Regions from separate parts of the Sus scrofa genome. Here regions 2 and 3 are each linked to region 1. Evidence: chromatin contacts called from public HiChIP or PLAC-seq data. All regions are on one chromosome and are shown on one strand. The core of a region is the stretch at or near the end of the contact, and the rest is flanking DNA. Distances in the headings are between cores, read along the strand shown.

What was found. HiChIP or PLAC-seq counts read pairs in DNA pulled down with a chosen protein or histone mark.
Region 2: a contact with region 1 is called in an H3K27ac HiChIP or PLAC-seq map of alveolar macrophages. The contact joins two enhancer-like sites. A contact is called at or near these places in 2 of 47 Hi-C or Micro-C datasets (embryonic fibroblasts and fibroblasts) and 2 of 2 datasets of contacts at active chromatin or transcription factors (alveolar macrophages and skeletal muscle).
Region 3: a contact with region 1 is called in an H3K27ac HiChIP or PLAC-seq map of alveolar macrophages. The contact joins two enhancer-like sites. A contact is called at or near these places in 1 of 47 Hi-C or Micro-C datasets (embryonic fibroblasts) and 1 of 2 datasets of contacts at active chromatin or transcription factors (alveolar macrophages).

Annotation. Positions count from the first base shown.
Region 1 is chr5:39,089,990-39,093,711 of Sscrofa11.1, forward strand. No RefSeq gene overlaps it. Among named protein-coding and RNA genes, the nearest start is that of PHLDA1, 230 kb to the right of the region's middle. Within about 2 kb of position 1,967, at least 1 of the 83 cell types and tissues checked has an H3K27ac peak or open chromatin away from gene starts, as enhancers often do. A contact at or near this core is called in alveolar macrophages, where this site is marked.
Region 2 is chr5:38,952,149-38,955,408 of Sscrofa11.1, forward strand. No RefSeq gene overlaps it. Among named protein-coding and RNA genes, the nearest start is that of KRR1, 130 kb to the left of the region's middle. Within about 2 kb of position 1,608, at least 21 of the 83 cell types and tissues checked have an H3K27ac peak or open chromatin away from gene starts, as enhancers often do. A contact at or near this core is called in alveolar macrophages, where this site is marked.
Region 3 is chr5:38,845,911-38,849,272 of Sscrofa11.1, forward strand. No RefSeq gene overlaps it. Among named protein-coding and RNA genes, the nearest start is that of KRR1, 26 kb to the left of the region's middle. Within about 2 kb of position 1,996, at least 27 of the 83 cell types and tissues checked have an H3K27ac peak or open chromatin away from gene starts, as enhancers often do. A contact at or near this core is called in alveolar macrophages, where this site is marked.

The DNA of each region.
Region 1 (3,722 bases), core at 717-3,216:
TATGTCTAGATACTCATGTTGCAACAGAACAAAGGGTGGGGGGGAAAATGTAAATGTAATGTATACATGTAAGGATAACTTGATCCCCTTGCTGTACAGTGGGAAAATAAAATTAAAAAAAAAAATAGGGCTGAGGTGGTTCAATAATTCACATCTTTAATGAATTACTGGGTGATTTTGATGGAGAATGTCCTCAATTATATTTTGATAAATTCAGCCTTGTTCAAAATGTATTTTTTTTAAATTCTTTTTTCATTTTAGGGCCGCACCTGCAGCATATGGAATTTCCCAGACTAGTGGTCAAATAGGAGCTATAGCTGCAGTCACAGCACCACCAGATCTGAGCCACATCTGCAACCTATTCCACAGCTTGTGGAAAAGCCAGATCCTTAACCCATGGTGAGGCCAGAAATCGAACCCGCATCCTCACAGACACTATTCAGGTTCTTAACCTGCTGAGCCACAGTGGGAACACCTGTATTGCTGTATTTGTGCTATATTGATGAGAGATTTTTTTTACAAAGGCATGACTCAGATAAGCCATCACCTTTCATGCTAAAAATTTTCACTCCCTAGGATATCAGTTGGAATGGTAAAATAAGAACCCCTAAAATCTGTCCTAGTGAAAACAGGGGAAAATTTTTTCAAAGTTAACTTTTTCAGAATTCTTGAAATTAGCCAAAGGCTTACAACAATCTGGAGAGTATTTATTCAACAACAACAAAAGACTGGATCTTGATAAGAATAGCAAGATTTGTAGTGTTTTAACTTGCCCTACTCCTATTCCACCTTCCACAGCTCTGGAGTAGCTTTGAAATCCAACAGACTCACAATACAGCTACAACTAGAACAACCAGACACAAAGCCAACAAGAAAATGAAATCCCAGTTTCCTGCTCTATCAAATATGGCCAATACTTTACCTACCTTAGAGAAGGGTTGTAAAGTTAAATGAGATAATACAGGTCCACACTCTTAGCACAATGCCTGGTCAGTAAGTCAATAAGAAAGGTATTAGGAAAACTGCTGTGCATTTGCTAATTTTCCATAGTAAATGCGAAGAATTCTACAAACTATCTTGTACATTGTCATATGTACTTTTTGAGTTAAAAGCTAAGGACTCCTTCTTCCTTTTTTTTTTTAAGCAAGATTCCTGTGTGCTTATGGAGATATTTATTGCAAAGGAGGAAATGAAGAATTTCCCCATAGTGATCTCCCCTGATAAATTAGGGGAGAGGGCAATTATGTTCAAATATCATACAGGACTGTCTCTAGGAAAACAACCAGAAATCCAAAGAGAATGTAATTGCTAGTTGCATTTGCAGTAACATTTGAAAATTAAAAAAAAAAAAGCAACCCGAGAGATAGGATTTAATTACTTATCCCGATAATATCAGCAAATACCACTGTCACAAGAGGTGAAATTACTTGGCTAATACATAGATTCCACATCTCATTCTTAATCTAGTCTTATTTTCTTGTATAGTTTGTCTCTCCTTGATATTTTGTTATCACAGAAAAGACAGACCTGAATTTCCTTTCATCTCAGTAACTTCATGTTAGCACTCTTCAAAAATATCAAAGTCCTCCTTACTGAGGTCTGAGTAAACACTGAGGAAAGTATTCTTCAAGGACCCAAGATAAAACTTTTAGGAAGCATCCAATGTTTATTTTTATTTCTCTAAGGCTAAGGTTGAGCAAGTGATATCTTTCTTTCTTCCTTCCTTCCTTCCTTCCTTCCTTCCTTCCTTCCTTCCTTCCTTTCTTTCTTCCTTTCTTTCTTTCTTTCTTTCTTTCTTTCTTTCTTTCTTTTTTTTTTCCTTTTTACAGCCACATCTGTGGTATGTGGAAGTTCCCAGACTAGTGGTCAAATGGGATCTGCAGCTGCTGGCCTACACCACAGCCATAGCAACACCAGATCTGAGTCACGTCTGTGAATGCTGGATCCTTAACCCACTGAGCAAGGCCAAGGATCAAATCTACATCCTCACAGACGCTAGCTGGGTTCTTAAACCGCTAAGCCACAACAGGAACTCTGCAAGTGATGTATTTCAAATTCTCCTTTTTAATATCCAAATAAGGTCATTTTTCACACCATTTTAGCAGAAACATGAAGTTATTCCTTGAGAAGTGGAGTGCCCACTGTGCCAGTGAGGATAATCTATGCTGAAAATATCAGCCTCCTCTCAAATTTATGTCAAGGTCTCCAGTGAATTTTCATAGGATAATCCAGATGCTAACAACCAGGTATCACAGAAACAAAGAATGACTTCATTTCCACTATAAAGGTAGTACTTAAATAACCCAATTCTCCTAGAAAACCACTCCTTTAAAAAAATCTGATGATAAAAACAAGACCTGATATTAAAATTTATAATTATACCATCAAAGGATAATCAACATACTATCCAGGCAATGAGCAAATATTTATGGATAAAGATGTTTACATTTTCTCAATTAATCCATTAGTAGATGTTCTTTTAGGTCTGTATTTCTTTTTATATATTCAACAAACAATTATTAGGAATCTACTCTATTTCTTCTCAGTTTTAAAAAGAAACAAATTACTAATATACAAAACAACATGGATGGATTTCAAAAGCATTATACTAAATGAAAGAAGCCAGACACAAAAGACTACCCACTGTATGAGGCCATTTATATGATATTCTAGAAAAAGCAACACTAGAGAAACAGAAAACAGATTGGTGGTTGCCAGGAGCTGGGGCTGAAAGCGAAGCAGGGGATTGATTGCAAAGGGGTAAGGAGGGAACTTTGGGGAGTGATATAACTGCTCTTTATCTCGATTATGGTAAAAGTACATGACTCCATATATATGTCAAAACATGTGAAAGTATACTCTTTAAAGTGTAAATTGCATTGTATGCAAATTATTTTGCAATTTGAAAAAGAAGAAGCAGTTAGAAAATCCCTGGCTTTAGCTTCCCCCCAACATACACACACACACACACACACACACACATACACACACACCCCAAATCACAAAGAACCAGCCATAGATCAGAGGCAAGCTTAGCACTGGAAATGGAATGTGAACAAGATAGATCCCTGATCTCAGGAGCTTCTAGCTAGAGAGGGAGACAGACTTTTAAAAAATAATCACAGGAAAACATATAATCACAGATGTGAGTGAGTACAAGGCAGGGGGCAATGAGAATAGATGACGTAAGGAGACCTAACCTAGACCTTTGTGGATTAGATGGGCTTGGTTTGAAATCTTTTTTAAATGGCAAGACTTATCTCAAGGATCCCAGGCTCATCTTAAGCTCGGAGGAAAAGTGAGTCATTTAGTCACTTAAGTCCTAGAAACTGGGGAAAAACTACAGTTTTTCTGAAAGTCTGTAAAACAGAGAATAAAGAAGTCTGTTCAATCAAGAGGGAGTCTCTTCATGTTAAAATTCCAAGACACTTCCACCCCCTGCTGAGCTTCTGGATAAGGGAACAAACGGTGTGTGAGATTATTACTCATGGAAAATGCAGGTTTAATTAAGATCATTTGTATGTTACTAATAAAAATATGTAATATTTATGAGCTTGATTCTTGTCTGCTCCTTGCCTCTCATTCTATTTAATTAGCTCTGTGTAGGAGGTGCTGAATTGCAAGAGCCCCTTTATTTTACAGTGATATTCCCACTACGGCCTGAGATGTGTTTGAAACAAAGAGAAAATTAAACTGTTCCTTTGGCTGTAATACACAGGGAA
Region 2 (3,260 bases), core at 358-2,857, 140 kb before region 1:
AGGACAATATATTTAAATGAATCCTGTTCCAGATTAAAAATAAATTCTAATAACTTGTCTCAAAAGAGAAACAATCAAGATTCCCATTAAGACAAATTGAGTACCACAAAAGGATACAGAGCTAGACAAAAGAAGATACTACCAGTCTTTTCATGAGTATGTGACTCATTTTCAACTCAAAGATGGTATACAGGAAATAAATGCTCATTTACCCACTAGGCTGCCCAGAGCCCACAGGAATAGAGACTACACCCCACTCCTTTTTTGCATATTCAGGAAAATATTATGTCCTTCCTACTGGACTCAGGCCCATTTTTTTCAGGTGTAACTTGTAAAAGCAACACTGAAAAAGTGGCATTCTGGAGCACATTCAAAGTCCATTAAGACGGCACATCCACTTGGATTCCTCTTTAACCTTCGGGCCTCAGGATGGCCTCCCAACCATGCAAGAGCAGAGGGCCAAAAACATCAGAAAAAGAATATGAGATTTCAAAAATATCTGAAAAGGACAGTTGTGTTTTTCAAGAAGCCTTTCCCTCAGTGGCTTTAGCTTTTGCATATAGCCCAGAAGTAGCTGATAAACTGAGGTTCTCTGACTTCGCAGCCTGATGGATATAATTTTCATACTGTACTTGGGGAGATAATGTATGCAGTGTATTGGACAGTTGTTTCTGTTATCAAGCAGCCGTGTTCTCTCATTTCACTAACAAATGTGCAGACAAACGTACATTGTGGCAAATGCAAGGAAATCTCCAGCCTGTGTTTGAAACTTAAGCCTCCCCATTCTTTAGAGCGTAGCATGATTCAGACAATAGAGATCCTTGGTACCAGCATTACCCTTCCTCTGCTGACTCCTTTAAGACTCTGGCACATGACGATAGTTAATATGCTTCAGTGTAGGAATAAATTCTGATGGCAGACAGACGATTACTGTGGAGGAATTGTCATAATAGCTGTCTCATTAAAAAAAAAAAGTTTCACTGTAAATTTAAAATATGTGAAATGGACACCTATACTATACCCCAAATCCTCTTCTTGTAAAGTAGAGGGCTAATAAATATTTATCAATCAATCAATAAAAGGAAGAAGTATTTTCTGTGGATTTTGATGCCTTTCTGGAGAAATGACCTCAATCTTAGCTCATTCCTTTAAGATGAGAATGTTTAGACACAGAGTCATTATAAGCTACTAACGTCATAAAGTTAAGATCAGATTTAGGGATTCTACACTTTTCCTGTCCCTTCATACAATTCTGCTCTACTTTCTGGAAAAAAAGAAAAATCCTCTCTTCCTGAGTTTCCACCAATGAAATATTTACAGACTGATGGGCTCTTTAGTCATCACTGAGCAGAGCTGCAATCTTTTCGTCATTTCTCGGAAGTCATTTTCTCCATCTGCTTAATCATTTCATGTACTTCTGACTCCACCCCACGTGCTCACATCTCCAAGACAGAAGATTCCAAAAATGGAAAATAGCCCTTCAAGGAACCAAAGGGAGGCCTGGCAACATGTGTCCTTTGATAACAGAACATGTCCTCACATGTGACTCCGTGTTCAGCTGCGGAATTCTTTCTCTCTCACCGCGCAGGCAAGCTGCAGTCTCCATCAGCGCTCCGGGGGTGGCGCTGTCGCATAGGAGAAAGCGCACTGCTTTTGATGCCTGGCACACCTGGGTGCAAATCTTGGCTTCCCAATTTACTACCTACATGACCAGAATCAAGTTGTTTAACCTCTCTAAATCTCAGGTTCTTTGTCAGAAATAGTTTCAGGAAATACCTGCTACCTCATAGGACTCTGGCAATTAATATTTGTAATTAGTAATTAGTTAATATATGTAAACGGCCTGTATAATGTGTATAGAGGTCTATGTACATACCTGTATATACCTGTATATGTAACAAGTATGTACAACATTCCCATCAGCCCCCAAATCCAAGAGTTAAACCAATTTCTATCTCTTACCACACTTGATTTACCAGAAATTTTTGTCCACTCCTCTTCCATTTTCCTGAACTCATCCATTTCCCTCCAGTGATCTAAGTCACCTTTGGGCCAGCTACCACCTGATCTGAACCACAAGTGTTTCTTACCAGGACAGTGGAATCGCCGGCTTTCTAACTCATTGCTTTGCTTTCATTTTTGCCTCCTAAAATCTGTTCTTTACACAGCAGTGATGTCATCCTTTTAAAAGATTAATTAGATGAGGCTGCTTTTCATAAAACTCAACATGGGGTTCCCATTACACTTGGGGGAAAAAAAGAACCAACAACCCCAAATCCTTTGCAGGCCTAAAGACCCTATGTGATCTAGCCTTGCCTGTGTGTCTGAAGTTATAGTTATCCCCTTCCACTCTTCCATCGTTCACACTGCTTTTAGCCACATAGGTCATTTTGTGTTTCAGGAACTCACTAAGCTTCTTCTGTTTCCAGGACCTTTGCCCTTGCCATTTCTTAAGCCTGAATGTTCTTCCTGCAGATCCTCAGGTCCTTATTTGTCTGGTTCCTTCTCATCATTCAGGTCTAAGGCTGCTTGTCACCAAAAAGCCTCCTCTGATAGCCAAGTCTCATCTTGTCTTTCCCTCAGACCCCAATGCAATTACTCTCTAGCACATTACTCTGTCTTTTCTTTATACCACCCAACACCATCTTTGTTTACTTATAGAATGTCTGTCTCCCCCAAAGGAATGTCAGCCTTGTGAATATAGGATCTTTGTCTACCTTGTTTAGCTCTAGATTGTCACCTTCTGAAACAGGGCTTGGTGGGAAGTAGACACTCAATAAGTATTTGACAAATGAATGAATTAGTGTTTTTAAGCCTGTCCTGGGAGAACTGAGCTCTGTCACACTTTTCATAAACATGAAATCAGCAAACAAGATAATGAAGTCTTAAGACGTTCTCACAAAAGCTTAAAATCTAGGTCCTAAATTTTACAAGGTTGGAAAATTCTGGAGCATTATAAAGTTGTTCAGAACACAGAGCATATTTTAATCTTAGCTCTGTACTTTCTATTTGTGTGACCTTGGACATATTACTTAACATACTAAAACTGGTTTCCTTATTTAAAAAAATAAGGATAATAACACATACATTAGAGGGTTTTGTGAGGATTAAATGAGCTAAGCTTTTAGCCTAGTTCCTGGAACACTGTGCAACTTAATAAATGGTGGTTATTATTATTATGGTTATTGTTATTATGGCAATTAATTCTGGCACCATGCTTTATAGAGGACATTGACAAATTGGAGCTTATCCAGAGGAGA
Region 3 (3,362 bases), core at 746-3,245, 240 kb before region 1:
GGACTCAAACAGTTCAGTTTCACTCAACCTGGAGTACGAAGTAGGGAGTGGTAGAAAAGATAGGCTGGGGCCAGGTCATGGAGAATGACCTTGAATTCCATGCGAAAAATTCCACACTGTATACTGGAGATGCAGGAAAGCCACTGAAAAAGTTTAAGCATGGAAGTGAAATGGCCGAATTTCATTTTAGGTAGGTGACAAATTTGAGGAGTCAAATCTCAGAAGAAGGAGACCAGTTAAGAGGCTACTGCAACATTTTAGGCAATAATGCACCCAGTCAAGATAAAGGGATGTAGCTATGAAGATGAAGATGGAGGAAACAACTGATAAATATTAAGAAGTAAAATCATCAGAACTTGGAGACTGATAGGATATAGTTAAGAAAATGTGAGGGCACAGGAGAAATCACATGTAACCTCAAGGCTATTGGCTGCAGTGATGCTGTAGGTAGTGGTACCATTAACTGGTACCAGAAGACAGAAGGAGAAGCAACGTGGGGAAACTAATGACAATTAAGTACATAGTGGACTCAAGATACATATCCTGAGTGCATAAGAGAAAAGGCAGGGATAGAGAATGGGGGTTTTGCATCATGAATAAACAGGCCATGGTTAATACCACAAAGAAATGAAAACTGTCTGAGGAGGGCAGGCAGAGTAGAAATGACCTGGGAAACTAAATTCTAGAAAGCATCAATGTTTGATAGCAAGTGGGTGATGAGATGAAGAGTGGGAGGAAAGTCCTCTAAGACAAAAAGGCAGAATTTTAGTGAGGAAATTGTGTGTGTGTGTGTGTGTGTGTGCGTGAGTGCGCACACGCACATGAACATACTTCTAACTTGGGTCCCATTTAGGTATTTCTGAGATACATCTATTCACCATCCTCACACCCATGCACACACACACACTTCTAACCCAGGCCCATTTAGGCATTTCTAAGATACATATCTCTTCACTATCCTCACTTTTTGTAAGAACTCCTGATGGACAACAAAAACTCATTATCTGGAAATACAAGCATTAAAAGTAAATACCTAAAACCTTGAAATTCTTGGGTACGGAATTAGAAAAGAATTAGAGTTTTGTCATGAAGCTCATTTTCTTATCGTCCAGTAGGATAAGACCATTATTGCTCATAGTTATTGTTAACAGAGAAGTTAAAAAGCTATTCTCAAAGAGAAAGACATCCCTTTACCTGTACAGTAACTAACTAAATACCCCTGCTATTAACCCAAACTGAAAACAAGGAGGCAAATTTTAATTAAAAATATTTATAGCAAGTGGAATACCAGCTGTTATTTTCTTTCACCACTCATTGAATGTTTTGCAGCTGGCCATAATTCTCTCTTATTTCCATCAGCTTAACCAATAATAACAACTGTTCACTAGGTAAGGGATGTTTTATTATTACCCACATGATATGTAGGAACTGGTAAAGAAATCCTTAATTGAAAAGTTTTCAAAAGAACCACACTTCGGGTCTGAAGAATCATTGTTTAAAGGACTTTTGTTTCTTTAAATAGGTAAAAAAATGCTTTTGACCTCAGAAGTATCTCCATCGTCATAAGGCTCAAACATCTCTACAAATTTCCTAATCTATTGCCTTAAAACTATAAGAACATCTTAGACCACATTAAACAAAACTAGGAAAAACAAAACAGGAAGGGGTATTTGGAGGAGCTAAAGAGTGTACACAAGAATGAATTTGATGCAATAGTTACGGTGTTTCTTGAGATCATGTTCCTAGAGATGTTAGCAACCCTGTTCGTGAATCAAAACACCACTGAGTCAGGGCCTAATCACAGCTTTTTGTTTGTTTGCTTATTTGTTTTGTGTACAAAGTTGCCAGTGTTTCTGTGTCTTGTTAAGACTCTCTCTTCCAGTTAGTGAAAAACAGAAGTCAGATGAGAATTCAATGAAACCAACGGAAGTTGCTTAAACCGATGACACACATCACGAAAAGGAATTTAGCAAATTTAAGACATGCGTTCAGAGAGGAAACATGACTCACTTGAAGGGGATCCACGATAGTGCCTGCTGCTCAGAGCAGTGTTGCCTTGGTATTTATACTCATGTGGAGCAAAACGGATCTGTTAGCATGATTTAATAAGGGAAGGAAAAAATGTTTTCTTCGAGAAAAATGTACAAAACAAGCAAAAATATAAAGAAAGTAGATTCTAACAGAGTTCATGGTCCTGCTGTCAGGGGAGATGGCAGGAAAAAGCTGAACTGAAACTGTGTTCCCATAAGCAGATCAAGCTACCCATAAATGGCACATGCTCCTTTGGTATACTACTTTCTAAACATGTCGCCAGCTTCCACTTACTAGAAACCATTACTTATGGAATTTAATGAGATACCAGAGGTCAAAATCCCTTGTAGTTTCCAAATGTCTCAGACATTAATTTTTTTCTTACTTGATGAACTGATTGAATTTAAAAAGAAAACAAACACTGGAAATGAATAAAGCATTTTTTTCCCCCTAACTTACATGTTCCTTCTAGTCAAAACAGAAAACAATGAAGGATATTTTAAGGTAACTTTCCTTTCCTTTGTATTTAAGTATGATGCTTTTTATGGTAGGAGCCATCCTTTTTTAAACAAAAGGAAGCAGACTATTGTAGAGAAAGATGGAGGAGAGCAAGCCAGAAGCTGGAGACAGAGAATGGAATCACCTGGGTCTGAAGCACAGACTTTTTGATTGTTCTTTTTCTTTTTTCTTTTTTTTGTTTTGTTTTTGTTGCTTGCTGAGCCTGCAGCATGTGGAAGTTCCCAGGCCGGGGATCCAACCCACAACACAACAGTGACAACTCTGAATCCTTAACCTACAGAGCCACATGGGAACTCCATGAAGCAGAGATTTCTTATAACTGCTCTTTCACCTTCACAAAGAACTTGCTCAAGCTCTGAGGTGGTCAGTTGCAATATTTTGACTAAATTTATAGTCAGGAGGCTTTCTCTTTACCTGTCTTTATTTTAAGGAACTTACTTCATTGTCTGTTTACAAGTAACATAAAGGGCTCGATGACTTTAAAGGGTTCTTTCTGTTCTGATTTTCTTCTAAAACATTATTGAGTGCCTTCATCTGACTGGCTATACTAAATGTATGGCAGGCAGAGAAATAGTCAAAAAGCCAAATTTACTTCTAAATGGGTCAGAAACTTCATTTTAAATAGATTAGAACTGGGAGTTCCCGTCGTGGCTCAGTGGTTAACGAATCCGACTAGGAACCATGAGGATGCAGATTCGATCCCTGGCCTTGCTCAGTGGATTAAGGATCCGGTGTTGCTGCGAGCTGTGGTGTAGGTGGCAGACGCGGCTCAGATCCCGCCTTGCTGTGGCTCTGGCGTAGGCTGGCAGCTA